Linked DNA regions of Gasterosteus aculeatus: region 2 is linked to region 1. Evidence: chromatin contacts called from public Hi-C data. All regions are on one chromosome and are shown on one strand. Each heading gives the region's core, a stretch centred on a gene start, on an enhancer-like site or on the middle of the called end of the contact. The rest is flanking DNA. Distances are from core to core; before and after follow the strand shown.

Evidence for each region. Hi-C and Micro-C count contacts between places; a contact is called where the count stands out from the background.
Region 2: a Hi-C map of whole body shows a contact between it and region 1, with 12 times the contacts expected there. The contact joins the enhancer-like site here to the promoter of kin in region 1. A contact is called at or near these places in 5 of 6 Hi-C or Micro-C datasets (liver, skeletal muscle, tail fin and 1 more).

The regions. Positions count from the first base shown.
Region 1 is chr4:34,292,106-34,294,805 of fGasAcu3.hap1.1, reverse strand. It overlaps kin (Kin17 DNA and RNA binding protein), which reads left to right and starts at 1,420. Exons shown (of 12, transcript XM_040173537.2): 1 at 1,420-1,734; 2 at 1,810-1,904; 3 at 1,998-2,041; 4 at 2,141-2,263; 5 at 2,547-2,700. The coding sequence starts at 1,621. It overlaps atp5f1c (ATP synthase F1 subunit gamma), which reads right to left and starts at 1,451. Exons shown (of 9, transcript XM_040173540.2): 1 at 928-1,451; 2 at 343-377; 3 at 1-22. The coding sequence starts at 1,046.
Region 2 is chr4:34,484,788-34,487,487 of fGasAcu3.hap1.1, reverse strand. No RefSeq gene overlaps it. Among protein-coding and RNA genes, the nearest start is that of gata3, 140 kb to the right of the region's middle. Within about 2 kb of position 1,392, at least 4 of the 9 cell types and tissues checked have open chromatin away from gene starts, as enhancers often do.

The sequences.
Region 1 (2,700 bases), core at 171-2,670:
ATGGACTTCAGCCGGATGGTGACTAAAGGAAAGAAAGGATGTTATCAATCCAGGATTAAACACCCGATATGGTATGAATGCAGTTCAAAGCACATTAATCTGTCTGGAAACTTGATTATCCTTAATTACTGGCAAACTGTAGAGAAATGACATTCTGTGATTTACTATGATGAGACGGTTCATCTAAACTGACCCGGTTGGATCTGATATTTATCTCGGAATGTATTTCAGCATTTAGCATCTAGCGTTCCGTCCATGTGGGTTCCCTGTGGCTGTCTGCAGAGTGCGTGGGTGCTGTCGTCTTTGCACATGAGGAGGGGAGGATGCACAGGGTGTACTTACTGTCCTTCAGGGTCGCCATGCTCCTGACCTGCCCACTGGGGACAGAAACACCGCGAGTGAGCGTTCACTGCGAGCAGCACAAACACGGAACAGCCCTAATAACACGGCGGAAGTGCAACCGCAGCCTGTGTCACGTTCATATTTTGGATGAAACCTGACTGCTTGCTAAGTAAAGCTGCCAATGTGCTAGCATCCGTTAGCTTAGTAACCGCTGCGCTCGTAAGCGTTGACAGTTAGCCCTGGTTAGCTGTCCTCATAGGCTTCTGATGGCCGATGCAGCGACAATGATTTCAATCAATTAGCTAACCGTTTATTCTCTTTAATTAGTTCTCGCGCAATGTCAGACCGTGTAAGCTAGTGAGCTAAGCTAGCGTTAGCTGCTGTGAACTTGCCCATTCAGATCGCAGCACATCGATGTCATTCATTAGCCGCGGCCTGCACGTTAGCGCGTCCTTGCGTTCAATAACTGCACGACTTACAGACTACGCGGTACACTCTCACTCTAATCAAGTATCACACGAGGAACAAACAAGTGAGGTACAAGTAAAGAATCCCGTGAAAGTATTTAAATGCGTTTGACTTTACCATTGTGGGGAGAACACCAACGCGCTGGTCCTGGCGAACATGGTTACTGCTATGAAGGTCAGACAAGCACAACTGCGCAGGCGCAAACAACAGGCAAAATGGACGGATGGTGCGTTCATGAGCTGCCAAATATATCGTTAAGTGGGGCAAACGCATTAACGGTCCTAAAAAATAAGTATTCATAGCTATGTGTATGAGTGAATGTCTATGTAATATGTAAAAATTTCTGTATTAAAAATTGTGCTCTAGTGATTGTGTCATTTTAATTTGATTTAGCAGTCCATGCAATACGTTCGACTCACATGTATAAGTACAGTAAAATCTACATTTTTATATTTGAAGTATTGTATATCACTGGTAATTATTTTGTTTGTGCTCATTAGTTGTTATCACATTTTCTTCTCTTCATCGTTTTCTTTTATTTCACTCTAACTGATAAAAGTACTCAAAATCAATCCGACCGTCATCTCTCTTTTAAAATCCAAAGTTTACAACGAGTCCTTGACAGCAGCCACAGTTCTCGCGTGATTGAAGCTTTCGCGCGGGATTATGACGTTCGACATGCGGAAACTGTTTACGTTAGCAGCTAGTAGCTCTTCGTGGTCCAGCCGCCATTCCGGGAGCCTCTCCCCTCTGTTTAAACGTTGTATTTAAACAAGTAGTGGGTTTTTCTGTTTGTCGTCTTTGGTTAAAATGGGGAAAGCGGATTTTCTCTCCCCAAAGGCGATAGCCAACCGGATTAAGTCTAAAGGTCTCCAGAAGCTGAGGTGGTATTGTCAGATGTGTCAAAAACAATGCCGAGATGAGGTGAGACGTTGGCTGAAATCAGTCCGATTGAGTTCATTTCTTTGGTTGTGTGTTTTAACTTATTTGTCCCTCCAGAATGGCTTTAAATGTCACTGCATGTCCGAGTCCCACCAGAGGCAGCTGCTGCTGGCCTCGGAGGACCCTAACAAGTTCATGGACTACTTCTCAGAGTGAGTTCCCTTATGGCTCATTAATAACGCGAAAGTGACGTAAAGTCTTGTTCCTCAGGCGCGAGTTTTCATCAACGTTTCATTTCTTTCAAGTGAGTTCAAAAACGACTTCATTGAGCTGCTCAGCAGACGTTTCGGTGAGTCCTGATTCCACTCAACTTGTCCAGATGTTCCACAGCAGCTGTGTCATCACGTTTTTTTGTGTTTTTTTTACACATGTGTGTGTATTCTTGCAGGGACCAAGCGAGTGCACAACAACATCATTTACAACGAATACATCAGCCACAGAGAGCACGTGCACATGAACTCCACAAAGTGGGAGACGCTCACCGACTTCACCAAGTGGCTCGGCCGAGAAGGTAAACGCACCTCTTCAAACTCCACGATCCACCGTGAGACATTCAGGGACTCAACTCGGCTTCCATGTTTGCAGAGTAGACCGACGCGGAATTACTGGCATTGCAGGATTGAGTAAATATTAGACCGATCTGTCTCAATACTTACAGATGCATTTGATTCATATCTTTAGCTCACGTGGTTAAACGTGGAGGATACAGCGTTTACATTTGTGGATTTGTCACATCCATTTAAAATGCGGTGCCTTTTAAGTAAAGCGTGGTTTACATCAAAATTTGCCGCCAGGTCTCTGCAAGGTGGACGAGACGCCCAAAGGCTGGTACGTCCAGTACATCGACCGCGACCCGGAGACCATCCGGCGCCAGGAGGAGCAGGCGAGGAAGAAGAAGCAGGACCTGGACGACGAGGAGCGGAGCGCCAAGTTCATTGAGGAGCAGGT
Region 2 (2,700 bases), core at 143-2,642, 190 kb before region 1:
AATACAAAAACATGTTAGTTTTACCCGAAATGTAGAGTTAAAGGTCTCCCATTGACAGCCAGCATAGAACCGATCAATAATACAATAAAGTTAAAAGCGGCTGGATCATATTCATAAAAATCCCATCCAGCATACAAACACAATCCCAGTATATTGGCAAAACCGATCTATTCACCAGTGGACACTTTAAGTGGTGAGGATATTAAGAGGTTTAAAGCCGGAGTTGAATGCACATCCTGAAATCCCCCCGTGTGAAACTCAATCCACATAATGATCACCAAAGAAGAATCTTTAAGAAGGCAAAATTTGGTATCATATTTAAGTCGATGCAGGCGTTAAGCCCCCGCACAATGGCTCTTGAATGATAAACATTAAATGATAATCTGGGCTGGTTGGTCATTAGATGTGATTTCAACAGAATCTCCAGTACGGAGCTGCTTTCTTCCCCCTGCTGATAACAGGCTCAAATAAAGAGAAAATCTTGTGCACATTTTCTCCACATCTGTGAGTTTTACTCGTTCAATTATCTCCAGAATGGAATCCTCTTTAGGCGAACCAACCTGGGAAATATCTCCATTTGCAATTTGTCCTTTGGACTAATGTTCCTTCTGCAGAGACCCGAAGGCTTCAGCTTTAACCATCGATGTCAGTATGAAGTGTTCCGTAGTGATACATTTCTGTATTTACTGCTGCGATCAGGGTCAATGTGACATAGTGTATAATACGCCATAAAAGGTTTGAGTTCTACATGTTTTATTCATTGTTTGTCTCTTTGGCGGTTTAACAGTTCTGCTTATGGAAGCGTTTTTTTATCTCACTTCTTTCATCTTCTATCTAAAAACTCAGAGACACTGAAGTGTTGGTGGTGAAATGAATGGTGGCTCAGTCCTTTATGGCTTCATCAAATAATCCGGCATTTTTAGTCTTTCTGGTTTTAAATCGAACGTTCGTCTCTTGTGTTCAGCATGAATCCAGAAATAAAAGTATCTTAAATTGGAATGAAAACGGGTTTAAGCGAGGAGGGATGTGAAAATATAAGAAACAATAGTACGAAATATGTGCTTCTAGATGAGTGTGGAGGCCACTGTACAAAGTTTGATCATATCTTAAATCACACAAACTTTCTTGTCCCTTGACTTGATATTTCAAATGCTATCTGTCTCTTTGTGGTAGATGTTTTTATTTATAATCAGTGATCAGATCAAAATGGCAGCAGCATCTAGTGTTTGAACCAAGAACTGTACATGTAGACATCAGGGTAATTAAAGACATGAGACAAAATACAGAAACGTATTTCTTAAAACCAGCCGGGGCCTCATAACCGGTTCTGACCTGCGCACGCGATCACGTGGGGTATGAGGAAGTTCGGAGGGAAAAAAAACCCACGGCCCGGTGGCGCCTGTGGGCGATGAGCACGCGACGCGCTCAGGTATGAGCGCCCTGCGTGGAATGCCGCCCCCGCGCCCTCCAGACCTCGGCGGGATGGAAGGGCCGCGCCCTCGAAAAGAAAACGCTCCTCTGCTTCAAAAACCAAAGGACCCGAGACCGCGCCGTGCACACGGGTGTCACCGGTGACCGCCTGACTTGGGTTTCGCTTCCTTCCAGAACCACCTCCCTCCCCCTCCCTCCCCCTCCCCCTCCTCCTCCCATGGCGACAGAAAACCTGGTGACAGCAGGATGAGCGACAGGCGAAGAAGAGGAGAAATGGCGCCGAAAAAACTGCGGGGAGATAAAATGGATAGATAAGGTCAGGGCTTCTGAGAGCAAAAAAAAAAAATGGGAAAGTGGATAGATTGCGACAGAAGAGAGAGAGAGAAAGAAGAAAACGGGGGAGGAGGGGGGAGGGGGGGGGGATGCTATTGATACACTGAAGCTGCAGGAAGGGGAGAGGACTCCATTTCTCCTTCCCTCAGAGTGCTATCGGAAGACATACATTACAGTGACAGCACCGTGACCACGGAGGAAACCGTCATGTCGCCGCACCGGGCGCGGTTATTAACAAAAAGCAGGACCGGGACACCGAGACACCTGGACGAGAGAGACCGATGGACGGTCAGGAAAGGGAGCCCGATGAAGGAGGAAGGTCACGCCGCGAGGACGTTTGTCCGCCTGGCGGCGTCAAGTCGAGGGCGATGGCGCCCGCACCCCCTCCCCCCTTTAGTCAGTGTGATGAAATAAGCTACCGGCCACAATCCCATACGCCACGCTTCTCTTCCTCCCTCCTCTCCCCCCTTCCGTTCACTAGGCCCTCATTCCTCTACTCACTTCCTCTCTCTCGGTCTCTCGCTGCCTTTCCTTCTCGGCCTCGCCGTTATCAGCATCTGACACGCAGTGAATCAGGGAGTATCTAGCGGCCGGCTATCGGACCTCTCTTCATCTCCCGCCGCCCCTCCGCGCTCGGGCCCATCAATCAGAGAGCCTCCGTCGGGACGGACCCGCTAACCGCCGCCGCGGCCGTCCATTGAGGAGTCCAGTTTAGCGTTCGATAAAATGACGACCTTTGGGGTCAAGGCGCCCACCGTAACCTCTGCCACCAACGCGGAGCATTTCATGTGCCCTAAAGCCTCGTCTCCAACCAAACCGACTCCCGGGTCACGCAAACTGCGATGGCGGCTTTAGTGTTGGCCTTCAAAAAGACAAAAGCTCATGGCGGTCAGACCCTTGAATCCCGATTTAATTGAACTCCAATGCACAAACGTG